Regions from separate parts of the Mus musculus genome. Here region 2 is linked to region 1. Evidence: chromatin contacts called from public Hi-C data. All regions are on one chromosome and are shown on one strand. The core of a region is the stretch at or near the end of the contact, and the rest is flanking DNA. Distances in the headings are between cores, read along the strand shown. Region 1 overlaps Nckap5l (NCK-associated protein 5-like). Region 2 has its middle 12 kb from the start of Gm34765.

What was found. Hi-C and Micro-C count contacts between places; a contact is called where the count stands out from the background.
Region 2: a Hi-C map of embryonic fibroblasts shows a contact between it and region 1, with 1.8 times the contacts expected there. The contact joins two enhancer-like sites. A contact is called at or near these places in 2 of 39 promoter capture datasets (the 3T3-L1 cell line and cranial neural crest), 4 of 484 Hi-C or Micro-C datasets (the AML12 cell line, the C10 cell line, embryonic fibroblasts and 1 more) and 1 of 115 datasets of contacts at active chromatin or transcription factors (embryonic stem cells).

The regions. Positions count from the first base shown.
Region 1 is chr15:99,415,048-99,422,397 of GRCm38.p6, forward strand. It overlaps Nckap5l (NCK-associated protein 5-like), which reads right to left. Exons shown (of 13, transcript NM_001001884.1): 13 at 6,987-7,350. Among named protein-coding and RNA genes, the nearest start is that of Nckap5los, 14 kb to the right of the region's middle. RefSeq lists an enhancer at 4,907-6,510. Within about 2 kb of position 5,629, at least 174 of the 459 cell types and tissues checked have an H3K27ac peak or open chromatin away from gene starts, as enhancers often do. A contact at or near this core is called in embryonic fibroblasts and stem cell-derived neural stem cells, where this site is marked.
Region 2 is chr15:99,609,802-99,616,506 of GRCm38.p6, forward strand. No RefSeq gene overlaps it. Among named protein-coding and RNA genes, the nearest start is that of Gm34765, 12 kb to the left of the region's middle. Within about 2 kb of position 5,085, at least 67 of the 459 cell types and tissues checked have an H3K27ac peak or open chromatin away from gene starts, as enhancers often do. A contact at or near this core is called in embryonic fibroblasts and stem cell-derived neural stem cells, where this site is marked.

The DNA.
Region 1 (7,350 bases), core at 4,379-6,878:
AAAATAATTTTAAAAACAAAATTTTAGCCAGATCTGGTTGCTTATGCCTGTAACCAAAGCATTGAGGCAGGTAATTCAGAGGAACTGCCAGGAGCTTGGGGCCATCCTGAGCTATTCAGTAAGGTCTATGCTAGCCTGAATTGTAAATCCAGCACTTGGGAGGTGGAGGGAGGCCAGAGATTAGGAGCAAGGCCAGTCTAGGTGTCATGGTAAATTAGCTCATCAAACACTGGGGAGATGTAAATTAAAGCAGGCATAAAATATGGATAGAACATACATATAATATATATGAATTTATTACACAAATACATATATGTAATACATGTATATAATGTGTGTATAATATATATGTGTGTGTGTAAGTGTACATATATACATATATGTAGATATTGATAACACTGAGTGCTGCTGGAAGTGTGGAGGAACATGCCCCTCACTGGTGACAGGAGGATGGTGCAGCCTCTGCAGCACTATTTGGCAGCTTCTTATAAACTCAAATTTAAATTAGACCTTGAACTCAGGTCCTCTGCAAGAGCAGTGTGTTCTTTTAACTGCTGAGTTATCTCTCTAACTCTTCTCTTCTCTTTTCTTTTCTTTTCTTTTCTTTTCTTTTCTTTTCTTCCTCTCTCTCTCTCTCTCTCTCTCTCTCTCTCTCTCTCTCTCTCTCTCTCTCTCTTATATTAGTGCTCTTATCTGCATGTCAGAAGAGGGCGTCAGATCCCATCACAGATGGATGCCAGTCACCATGTAGTTGCTGGGATTTGAACTCAGGACCTCTGGAAGAGTAGTCAGTGCTCTTAACCACTGAGCAACCTTTCCAGCCACTCCAGTTCCTTATTTTCATTTTGATACAAAGTCTCATATAGACCAGGCTAGCCTCAAACTCACTATGTAGCTAAGGATGACTTTGAACTTCTGATCTTCCTGCCCCCTTCTGGCCAGTTCTGGAATTACAGGCACTTGCCACCTCATCTCGGTTTTTTTTTTTTTTTTATGCAGGGTTGGAAACTGAACCCAGGTCAGGCTTTGTGCATTTTAGGCAGGGGTTCTACCTCGTGAACACAGCTCCAGTTTTAGTTCTAATTAGCCCCAAACTGGGAACAATTCAGTTATTCTTCCATTGTTGACTGAATAAACCATCTGCACATCTTCAGTGTGGAAATTAACCATGTCATACGCAACAACTCAGATGCGTCCGAAGGCATTTCTGTCCTGTGGTTTCCAGAAAGTGAGGGCACTTGGGAGGGGAAAGCAGAGGGACAGAATCTCACCACTTGAGCCCCCTCCCCCCCCCACCCCCCATACACACGCTGGTCCACAACGCCATTCACATTCAGTGTCCACTACAGGCTGCCCGGTGCTTCCCACCTATTGGGTGCCCTGTGAATGTTTGTTGTAGACTCGACAGGGATGAAGGACAGATATGGGCTGGTCACCCGCTGATGTCATGCCTTCACGAGAGTTTGCTCAGAGTAGTTCAGCTGCCTTGACAGCCCGTCTACGTTGAAACTGGTAGTAGGAAATGTGTCTCCCGGAAAGCAAGGCTGATGGGGAGAACTGGCAGGGATGGACAGGGTATTCATATTCTCTGGCTTCACCCAAGGCTTACCAAAGCTGTCAAGAGGTGGAGGACACCCTGTATTTCTTCTTATAGCCACACGAGGGCAGTGTAGCCCCGCAAACCGTGAAGCTGCCTCCCATGCGCCATCTACTGGCAACATTTTCTCAAGTGGAGGGAAAGGAGTTTTTTTTTGTTTGTTTGTTTGGTTTTTTTTTTTTTCTTGCTTAAAGAATGAAAGGCTTGATATGGCAACCCAACACTTTCAGACATGGAGAGGCCACAGTAGGGACAGGAAGATTGTCATGAACTCAAGGCTATCCTCAGCTACATAGTGAGACGCTGTTTCAAAACAAAACAAAACAAAACAAACAAAAGATAAATTTAATTTCTTGATGGCTCTTCCACCCTAAGACTCTAGCTGCTTTCCCTCGGCCCACACAGTTGCTCCTCCTCCACATATCACTTTGAGATACCCCACCCCCACTCCACCCCACCCCCCACGCTCCCCTTGACAGCTCTTACCTCTGCCTCATTTCATTGGCATGAGATGGGCAAGACTCCACCGCTAACAACACACCTCATCCTTCTGGCTCACCACCCAGTCTCTCCTCACCCGCACTTTGCTTGTTGGGGTGATGGATGAGGGTGGGGTGGGTAGGGTGGGAGCCCAGCCTAAGCTTTCTTTTCTTCCATCCTCTCCTTCTTCATTTTTTCTTTTCTTTTCTTTTCTTTTCTTTTCTTTTCTTTTCTTTTCTTTTCTTTTCTTCTCTTCTCTTCTCTTCTCTTCTCTTCTCTTCTCTTTTTCTTTCCTTCTTTCTTCTTCTTTCCTTCCCTTTCTTTCTTTCTTTCTTTCTTTCTTTCTTTCTTTCCTTCTTTCTTTCTTTCCTTCTTTCTTTCTTTCTTTCCTTCCTTCCTTCCTTCCTTCCTTCTTTCTTTCTTTTTTTTTTTTCTGAGACAGGGTTTCTCTGTGTAGCCCTGGCTGTCCTGGAACTCACTTTGTAGACCAGGCTGGCCTTGAACTCAGAAATCTGCTTGCCTCTGCCTCCTGAGTGCTGGGATTAAAGGCTTGTTCCATCACGCCCGGCTTCCTTCTTCATTTTTCAAACTCAGGACTTTGTTGCTAAACAAACGTCCTACCACTGAGTGACTACCCCAATATGTGTGTGTGTGTGTGTGTGTGTGTGTGTGTGCTCCTCGTGGGTGTAGGTGCTTAGAGAGGCTAGAGGTGTCAGATTCCCCAGAGATGGAGTCATCCAGCGTGTGTACCAGACTTACTGAGTCTCCTGGAAGAGACTCTTCAGTCTGCACTACTGACCCAGCTCTCGGGCCCTGGTGGTAGGTGGGGCGGGGTGGGGTGGGGCGGGGTCTTGCTCTGGCTTTGTAGTTGTGGCTGGCTTGGAACTCTCCGTCCTCTCACTTCAGTCCCCCCAGTGTTATCTGGTGTCGTTTTGAGTGTGCTCTGGAGCCGGCGTGTCTGGGCTTGAATCACGGCTGATCTATACACAGGCTTTAACGTTTTAAACGTTCTGGCTCTCCCTACCCTATCAGACCCGGGTAACAGGATCACCCACATGAAGAGGTTGTATAGAGGATTAGCTGAGTATCCACACACATGGCCGCCCGAGGTAGTGCTGGCGCACTGTCAAGGGTGAGTGTTCTTATGTATTATCCCTGGAGCCAGAGATCACCGCCACTGGCCCTCCACTCGCCACCCCAGTTCCCCCATCAGCAATGCTTCCCTTGGGTTAAGCCTACAACTTTCCTTTTCTCGACCTGAAACCAGTGTGTGCCCCTGCTATACTCTCTCACAAAAACCCATTTTCTCTGAAGTCTGGTGTCAGAGACGCCCATCCTCCGTCCTCCACTGGCTCCAGCCCCGTGAAGATGGGATGGAAGTATCCCCAAAACTCCATCTGTGGTGACCCCCCCACATCCTCTACCCTTAAGGGATGAAATCAAAGGCTTAAAGTGTCTGCTGGGCAAACTGTAAACATGGCTGCCCCTGAGGTGGCAGAGTGACAAGATGATACCACACTGGAAACATTCACACAAGCCATCGCTTCAGAAACACAACTTAGTGATACACACCTGTGAGCCTCACACTGGTGAAGCAGAGGCAGGGGAATGGCAAGTCTGAGTCAGGCCTGAGCTACATAGCACGACTGTGTCTCAAAAAACTAATAAGCATCCAAACTAAAGTCTTAAAAATACTAAGACCACATTACTTTCTTTTCTCTTTTGGACAGGGTCTTACTGTGTAGCCCTGACTGTCCTGGAACTTGTGAGGTAGACCAGGGATTAGAGGTGTAGACCACCACAGCCCTGGAACTCACTCTGTAGACCAGGCTGGCCTCGAACTCAGAAATCTGCCTGCCTCTGCCTCCCAAGTGCTGGGATTAAAAGTGTGCACCACTATGCCTGGCTTCTATATATTTCTTATAAATATATATTATATTTTTTATTTAGATATTATTTATTTTATGTGAGTACACTGTCACTGTCTTCACAAACCAGAAGAGGACATCAGACCCCATTACGGATGGTTGTGAGCCACAGTGTGGTTGCTGCGAGAATTGAACTCAGGACCTCTGGAAGAGCAATGCTCTTAACCACTGAGCCATCCATCTGTCCAGCCCCATATATTCTTATAAAACATATATACTTACATATTTTATTTTAATTAAATATATTTATGTGTGAGCAAGTACGTAGCACACAGAAGTCAGAGGACAACCGATGGCTGTCTGCTCTCTCCTTCCACCATGTGGGCCTGGAGAAGTGAGTCAGGCTTGGTGGCAAGGGCCTTTTACCCCTGAGTCTGTACAGGGGTCTGACTGTTTTTGAAACAGGGTCTTCTGTAGCTGAGGCTACTACATTCTGCAGCTCAGGAAGGCCTGGCCTCCTGCCTCCCAGATGCTGATGCCAAAGTGTCAACACCTCACACCTGGCTTCCAAAAGACCATTTCTTTCTTTTTTGTTTTTGTTTTTTGTTTTTTTTTTTGGAAACAGGGTTTCTTTGTGTAGGCCTGGCTGTCCTAGAACTCACCCTGAAGACCAGGCTGTCCTAGAACTCATAGATCTGCCTGCCTCTGCCTCCTAAGTGCTAGCACGCTGGGCCTTGCTTTCTTCTTATGACAATCTATTATTGAACCTGCGATTTACCATTTGACCCAACTGGCTACTTATCAAGTCCTGATATCCACCTGGCTTGGCCCCCTCCCCCACCCCCAAGTGCTGAGGTTATAGACACACACCTTCAAGCCTGGCTTTTATGTAGGTGCCAGCTATTTGAAACTAGGGTTCATGTTCCCACAAGCAAGAACCGTACCCTGAAACTGGACAGAGGGCTGTGAATCAACCCAGATTTGTAGGTCTTTAATAATTAAAACGTTTTTAAAAAGCTGGTCCCCGGGGCTGGAGAGATGGCTCAGTGGTTAAGAGCACTGACTGCTCTTCCGAGCCAAAGGTCCTGAGTTCAAACCCCAGCAACATGGTGGCTCACAACCATCCTAATGAGATCTGACTCCCTCTTCTGGTGTGTCTGAAGACAGCTACAGTGTACTTAGATATAATAATAAATAAATCTTTAAAAAACAGCTGGTCCCCTTCCCTAAAATCACAGACGACCCCACAAGTACTTACCGTGAACTTTTGGCTTTAAGAGATTTATTTATACACTTGAATTACCCCAGAGAATAAGGGCGGGGATCTAGAGCTGGGGTTTGCTACAGAGCATGTTTTCTTTTTTTAAACTTTTTTTTTTAAAGGAAACAAAACATACTATTTGTGGGGGGGAAAAGTAGAAAAAAGGAAATAAAATAAACCCCTGGCAGCCTTAGAGAGGCTATTTTTTTTTTCTTTTTCTTTGTGTGTGTGGGTGTCGCGGAGGGAGGGGTGGGGGCGGGGGGCTTCCTGCAAAAGGAGAGGTGCCAGTGTGCGGAGCCCGCCTCTTTCCCGCCTTTTGGCTTTGGCCTTTTGGGGGAGGGCAGCTGTCTGGCAGTCTGAACTTCCTGTGTTTGGGAAACCCGGCTGAGGTCTTACATGAACATTCGCCCATTGTTCTTGAGGAGAGTGAGGTCACAGTAACTTTACAAGCAGCTGTTGCAAACCGAGACACCAAGTGTTCTGCCCCAGCCATGATCAAGGAGGTTTTCAGCAAAGCTTTCCTTGAGCGCCAAGAAACCGGGCTCCCTGGAGTATCAATAAACCCACATGCTCCCGCCCTCAAATTCTTTCAGTTGGAACCGAGCCCTGGGTCCGGGGAGGGGGGCCATTGTCATGTGGGCTATGGCTGACTGGGATCAGGCAGGAGTTGGGGGAGGGGGAGATTGTCATGTGGGCTATGGCTGACCATGGTGGGCAGGGCTGCCTCCCGGGACCACTATGGTTCCTGCAGCCTATCCTGCCCTGGGACATTTCTCCAGTCAACTCATTCTGACCCAGGGACCGAGGTGGCACCTGGTATTTTCAAATTCCTAGCATACTGAGCAGACCCTGTCGAGAACATGGATTTTGGTCTTAGCTTTGAAGTGAAGATGAAAGCCCACCATGCCAAACTCCTTTCCAGGAAGGAATGGGATCTAGGAGGCCAACGCAGTTCTAACAGGAAATGATGTAATGCATCAGGCTTAGGGCAATAACAGGTCAAGAAACCAGTCAGGAGTTGGTCAGAAACCAAGATGCAGACTTCCGTTAGTACACCTAGGAAGGGGCAGGGACAAAACTGCATTGTCAGACCCTGTTCTGGTCTTGTTAATTTCTTCAGTGATGGCGTCAGCTAAGGGAAGATGGCAGATGTGGGCGGAGCGTAGAGCGTGAAGGAGAACAGGGGCGGGGCCACCTGGCCTCAGGCTGCTGATGGGGCGGGGCCACCTGGCCTCTCAGTCTAATATACAGATGAGGAAAACCAAGGTTTGTAGTGATAGGTTTTTTTAGGAACGCCAGCTCTGGTGATAAATATCCTTGGCTTCTAGTGCTCCCGAGTCATATAGAGATGGTTTATAAAGCACGAGGAAGTGAGTTGAGAGACAGCATAGTGTGCCGGTGTGAGGGTAGTCCTCTCAGGCTCTTCCCCTCTCGGCCTGGGTAGTCACTGACTGTCCCGTGTCTATATATAAAGCCAGTGGGACTGCTCCGAACTGGCCAGTCCCCAACCTGGAGCATAGAGAGGTTTGAGCGCATGATCACAGGCCTCTTCCCCATCTTTCTCACCAAGGCTGCATGGCCTTGTGTGCCCTCTGGTCAGTGACATCCTCTGGGCTTCAGATCTACACAGGTCACTGTAAGTCACCTTCTAGCCAGCTCCTCCAGGGGAAGGGCACAGAGCCTCATTAGAGCACCCGAGGGTCCCTGGACCTACCCACCAGTCCACCCGAAGGATTATAGAGAAGCCAGCAAGCACAAAGGGGGGGCTGCCACACAACAGTCACGGTGGGGAGAGGCCTCCACGTTTTATTAGGGATGCTGCAGAAGCAGGGCTGCTTTTCAACAACAGATAAATTAACCGCAGTGCGGGTAGGGGTGGGGACTGGGCCAGGCGCTTATATATATATATATATATAAAAACAAAGATGAAGACAGACAAACAGACCCCACGATGTGGGGAAGGGAGGCAGCACCATTCAGACAGCAGGGAGGACCAGGGCAGAGTGAAGGCGACTTGTCCCCCTCACCCCCAAACTCCATAAGCCTGGGGCTTCCAAAATCAGCCCCATGGGGGCTTTGGGGCAGGGTTGCAGCCAGGTTGGGCAGAGGTGGCACAGCTGGCGGGCAGGAAGCCTAGCACCGCA
Region 2 (6,705 bases), core at 3,835-6,334, 190 kb after region 1:
GACACACCAGAAGAGGGCATCAGACCCCATTGCAGATGGTTGTGAGCCACCATGTGGTTGCTGAGAATTGAACTCAGGACCTCTGGAAAAACAGTCAGTGCTCTTAACTGCTGAGCCATCTCTCCAGCCCAGGGAGCCACTTCCAAGACACCACTTCTAGTCTGAGATTCTGATAGGACCCTCTCCCAGAAGCCAAGGCTGTTCGTGTTAGCAAACAACTGACTCAGATGAGCTGGCTGTGCAGGTTCTAGCTGATGAAACACTGACAACAAACCCTGGCAGGAAGGTCTGTCCCTCCTGTTGACGGCTGAAGGAAGACCACACATAGATTAGTGCAGTGTAACACCAGCCATAAACACACACACAGTTGGCAGGGCACGGTCAGTGCACATGGAATCCCAGCCACTCTGGAGGCCGAGGCAGGAGGATCCCTTGAGCCTGAGCTGCACGTGCCTCTAGTGGGGTCTAATCTCTTCCATCGTCCTACCGTGCAGCCTGACTATATTTTCAGTGGGATTACAAAGAGACCTTCCAGGTTTCAGAACCTTGCCTTTGGCTCCAGCAGTGACGTCCAGCCTCTTCCGGCTGAGGGTGAGTTGTATTTCTTCACCCAGGAACACTGCCCCTAACTTCACTGTTTTTTTTTTAAGTACTTATTTATTTATTATATGTAGGTACACTGTAGCTGTCTTCAGACACTCCAGAAGAGAGGATCAGATTTTGTTATGGATGGTTGTGAGCCACCATGTGGTTGCTGGGATTTGAACTCAGGAACTTTGGAAGAGCAGTCGGTGCTCTTAACCGCTGAGCCATCTCACCAGCCCCCTCACTTCACTTCTTATTGGTTGTTACATTTACAGTAATTTCTGGGGACCTTTTCCATTTGGGAATGCAATCTTTTGTTCACAGTATGTAGACGGTTCTTTTTTGTCTTCTCATTACCCTGATAGTGTTTTTTTTATAAAATGAAATACATCAAACTGCACAGAGTTGGATGGTTAATGAAGCAAGCACCAGTGATGAGACAGACAGACAGACAGAAGCAGATGGAGGGCAAGACAGAGAGAGACAGAGCACCAATATCTGATCCTGGTTTGAGGAATAGCATAGAACGATATCTTTGCCATCTTTAACAAAGTCACAGAGCGATATCCTTGCCATCTCTGACAAAGTCAAATGATAACAGGTTGATCAGGGTGCTTGCTAGTGACCTTGAACTCCTGATGGGAGACTCCACTAGAGAAAGAATTACCCACAATACTGCCCTCACCTGCTCCCCTCCATAGCTCAGAGTGACGCTGGGGAGTACAGGGGAAGGGAAAACGGAGCTTGAGAGATTTTTTTTTTTAAACCTACAGCTTATGGCCAGCTGCAGTGGTGTCAGCGAGAAAGGCAGGGAGGAAGTTAAGAGCTAATCAGGACAAAGCATCTAGCCAAGCCGTGGCCACTCTGGGCAGGCATGGTAGGGGGTCGGCATAGGCAAGATCTGCAATCACTTCTCAGGGAGAGAGCCTCACAGGGCAGAGTCGCGTTCAGCAAAGCTGTGGAGGCCAGGCACTGTCAGTGAGAAGGTTACAGGATTCTGATGGCATTAATTAATAGACTGCAGCTAGTGGGCAGGAAAAAAAAGGAGAGAAATAAAACATGGTATTTCAGAGCTCTGACTAGGGCCGATGAAGAAGTAAAGACTCTTAGGGAGAAGGCCAGAGACGGGCAAAGACCAGACTCCCATCCTAACCCTAGACAATGAGACAGGGTCTGGACAGGACAGAGCCCCCCCTACCCCCACCCCCAGGGCAGAGATCTGTGATGTCAGAGTCATGAGCCATGTGCTGAATGTTCTCGGTCTGGGAACATCTTCCAGGCCCCTCAGCAGCTGAATTCTTTTCTCCCTGGATTCCAGCCTTACATCACGACTGTGGAGACTGTCAGCTTCCAGCTCTCCCTCCCCGGCTCCCACACACTCTACCCCAGTTCTGCCCTGGCACTGAACACCTTTTTGCTAGATTATGTGAGCACCTGTCACAGAAGGGCCTTTTAAAACAGAATGATATTTTTAGTCTACTAATTGCGGGACGCGTTCCCCTGACTTCAGTATCTGTCCCGTGCTAGAGGATTCCTTTCCTTCCCATCAGTTTTCCAAGTCACAGCTCTTTCCCTTTCCCCCTCTCGGTCTCCCTTTGTGGCAGCATGTAGCCCAGGCAGGTCTCAGACTTGTGGTAATCCTCCTGCCTTGGTCACCATGGAGCTGTCCAGATGTACGTCTGTGGGAAAGACCTTCCTCGGGTATTCTGGACTTGATGAGCGGACTGCACAAAGATCATAAGAACACTTCCAACAGTCTCAGGTACAATGCCTTGCCGCCTATAGACTGTTCTGATCAGTGCCTTACCTCCAGGACTGGTCTCTGTCAACTGTGTTTCTCCCCTTCTTGAGTCTTTGCTCTGGGGATGATGACTGGGATATATTTCGATCCTGTGTTACATGCTGTGTGTCTGCTCCTTTGTGCTAGGATATTTTGTAGATTCTTGGTGTCTTTGCTTTCCCTGGAGTGGTTATGCTCAGACAAGGGATGCCCTGGGGTTTTGCTTGTTAGTTGGTACCAGGGACTGAACCAACCCCTGGATTAAATCCCCAGTCTCCATCCTTAGTACGCACTAACTCGCTGTGTTTTAGTTACGTTTCTATTGCTGTGAAGAGACCGCCAACCAAGACCCAAACAACTCACACAAGAGAGCTTTTAGTTTGTGGGTTCACAGACTCAGGGGGTCGCTGTCTAGGACCACCATGGTAGGAAGCATGGCAGCAGACAGGCAGCTGCTGTGCTATAGTGGAAGCTATGAGCAGAGCAGACAAGAGGAGGTGACAGCCAGGAGGCAGAGGTAGAGAGATTGACAGGCTTCTGAAGCCTAGACCCCACCCCCAGTGACACGCCCCCTCCAGCAAGGCCACGCCTCCGAATCTTCCCAAACAGTTCCACCCACTGGGGACCAAGGGTTCCAACATACAACCTGACGTGGGCCATTCTGTTTTGAACCACCATATACCAGGACTGTTTTTTGGGGTTATTTTGGTTTTGGTTTTGGTTTTGGTTTTTTTTGTTTGTTTGTTTGGTTGGTTGGTTGGTTTTTTTTGTTTTTTTTCAAGACAGGGTTTCTCTGTGTAGCCCTGGCTATCCTGGAACTCACTCTGTAGACCAGGCTGGCTTCAAACTCAGAAATCCACCTGCCTCTGCCTCCCGAGTGCTGAGATTAAAGGTGTGTGCCACCAACGCCCGGCCACTGGGACTGTTTTAACATGTCTTTGATCATAGCAAGGTGGTAGGTTACCAATGAACAGAACAGGTTACACTTTCAACCAAAATAATGTGAAATGTAGGAATATATGAGCCAACCAGAAAAACAAAACAAAACAAAGGGTACATTGTAAAATTCCGTGGATTATAAGATGCCCTGAGTATCCTAGGTGTTAGTCAGGTGTTTTTAAAGCACATCTCACAATCAATAACATGATTGTTTCTCCTTCAAATCTTAGGTCTTTAAACAGGGGCTTAAATCAGGAGAGCCTCAAGTCTCCCTTCCTCTCAGAGCAATGGCCATCAGCTCCCTACCCTTTCCCACTCCCCGTCTCTTACAATGCCAGCTTTTAGGTTATCCAGACTATGCCTTGGGATCACCAAGGCCAGACAAAACACAAGCCATGCCAAGTTGGAGCCGTATCCTTTTTTTTTTTCATAGCAGAATATTTCCACTTTATTGTCTGTAAACTTTTCTCTGGTGAGCACAAAGCCGGAACACCCAAAGAGAAAGAGGGAGCACCGTAAACAGACAAGAAGAAGGGGGAGCACCCTCCACATTTGGAACTCCAAGCAGACAGCCAGACCATTGCCACTGTGGTGGACAGAGTGTGACACTGGGGTGGAATAGCCCAGGGGACAGCAAAAGAAGGGAATCCTCCACTGCGGGAGAAGCCCAAGCCATGCGGAGAACCAGGGAAGCTCCAGTCTCCTCCCCATCCTCCTTTCCACGCATGGCCCACAGCAGCAGAGCTGTAGACCTACTCAGGGTTGGGTTGGAGCAAGTTCGGCCAGCCACACTGCTGACTCCTGTCTTGCCCTGCAGGCGGCTGTGCGGAGGAGAGGGAAGGGAGATCTTGCTTTCTAAGTCTGGGAAGAAGCCTGAGGACAGGGGAGCAAGGTTTGAGGGAGGTGGGAAAGTAGTCCCAGCCCTTCTCCCATTTTTACGACGGTGGGCACTGGGGAGGGGGCTGCAGTGCCATCTCCTGGGCCCTCAGCACCTCACCCAAGGCTATGCTGCTCTTCTGTGGCTGGTGAGCTGTCGGGTGCTCCTTCTCAAGACATCCAGTGCATTCTCATCAACATGGCTGCTCCTTGTCTAAAGTGTCAAGAGGGTGGAAGACCCTTCCACACTCAGCGCCTATGGTTTAGGTGCATGCCCAGGCCTTCTCGAATACCTGATGTGGGCTTATGCACTCGAGCCACTCTGTCCCTGTCACACGTCTGTCAAGTCTCCATCAAGTCAGTGCTGGAGCACGCTGGACCTCTCTGGAGCCAGCGTGATGCCTGAAGCATAGCAGATGATGTCCGGCTGGCCCTTGCCAGCTCCACCGCCTTGGTTGTCCCTGCCCAGCTTTCGTCACACGTCTGTGCAACCTCCCTCGTCTTCTCTTTTCACCCTTTGGCATCGTGCTGGGGCCTCCTCCTGCCTCCTTCACCCTTGGAGAAGCGTTGCTAGTCTTTACCTTCACGTATCTGTTTGTACCTTTGTCAGAGTCTGAGTTTTCCCAGGAACTGGGGAGTGGAGCCGGTAAGGGGACAGCAACTGCTGTGGGCTAGAGAACTTGGGCATCTAAATCTACTTCATGGCACGGCTCAGCTCTGGCACTCCCAGGACCGCAATTCTGAGACAATAATAGCCTAGCTCTCTAACACCATTATCCAGCCACTTCCCACCCCACCAGGTTATCTTTCCTGGAGCCTCCGAGCAGCCTCGTGAGAAGATGCACAGATTAGTCATTTCCTCTAACCCAGTTAAGACGGCTCCCTTAAGCCGCCGGCCGCGGGAGGTTCCCCGTTAAAGCAAAGCAGCTGGAAAGGGCTTAGCCCTTTAATGCCAGCAGCTGTATCTCCAATGTGGCTGCTCTGCTGAGGGGCTGGATGCTATCCAGAAGCATCCTCCCGTTTAGCCCTCGTCAGTGCACATTAGCCCAGGAGGGGAGAGCAGCCAGCTCCCTGGGAGGAAAGGCGGTACTTTATTCAAGCACCCCCCCCCCACACACACACACCCCTACGCCTCACTTTCCAAAGAAAAATCCCAGCCCCTTTGTATCTCTCTAGCTACTGCATTCTGAGCGTATCATCGCACAGGCAGAATGTCCTCTGTAGTAGGAACAACTCACCTAAGGACAAGGTCACTTGTTAGTTTTGACAACAGAAAGACTTTGGACCATTAACCACATGGACTCCATGGGCTGGAAGTTCATTTTCCCCCTCTCGGAAGTCTAACAAATTCTTCTGATCCCAGGCATGCAGACACGTGGACACAACTCCGTGGAGAGCACTGGGCCCCGGGGTTGACGAGGGGGAAGGCTGAAGAGCCTCAGAAAGGCCTGGCACAGCTCAGGCTGCTGGAGAGATCACTCCAAGACTTCTTACTCAGAGCCAGATGGTAAACATGAGTCGGAGTGAGAGCTAATGCCACTCAGAGGGAAAGCCAGGGAGCTAATCCCTTGACATGTTCCTCAAAGCTGGCTGATAGTTCGGCTCAGGCTTGTCTGTCTTTGGCTTGGAGCTTCATGGCACAGAGGCTCCGCACGGGTGGCCTCACAGAAAGAGGACAACCTCGCACGCGCATACCTGTTCTCCTCCTTCCACACAGAAAACTTCCCAGGACCACCGAGTCCTCCACACTGTTGAGCAACGTCCCACCCAGCAGGAAGTCTGCCCCAGTCCCCTGCCTGCAGTGTGCCTGTCCCCCCAACTCTTTCTGCTCTAGAATGCAAACTGTATTTACACAGAGATCTCAGTGGAGTCACTTACAAAGCTGGGCATGGTGGCATCCCTTTGACAGGGAGATCTAGCCCCAACTAAGTTCTAAGTTTATTTTGTTGAGCGGTGGTGGTGCACACCTTTAGTCCCAGCACTTGGAAGGCAGAGGCAGGTGGATTTCTGAGTTCAAGGCCAGCCTGGTCTATACAGTGAGTTCCAGGACAGCCAGGGCTACACAGAGAAGCCCTGTCTCAAAAAAAAAACAAAACAAAAAATAAAGATTTATTTTATGTATATGAGTACACTGTAGCTGTACAGATGGTTGTGAGCCTTCATGTGGTTGTTGGGGATTGAATTTCTAGGACCTCTGTTTGCTCTGGTCAACCCTGCTCCCTCAGTCCCTGCTGCTCTGGCCCAAAGATTTATTTATTATTATACATAAGTACACTGTAGCTGTCTTCAGATGCACCAGAAGAGGGTGTCAGATCTCATTAGGGATGGTTGTGAGCCATCATGCGGTTGCTGGGATTTGAACTCAGGACCTTCAGAAGAGCAGTCAGTGCTCTTAACCACGGAGCCATCTCGCCAGCCCTTCAAATAAGTTCTTATAATGATGAGAACATAAAACTCCAGAATACAAATGATTTCTAACCACTTATTATAGCTTTGTGTTTGTCCGTTTAACATACATGGGTTTG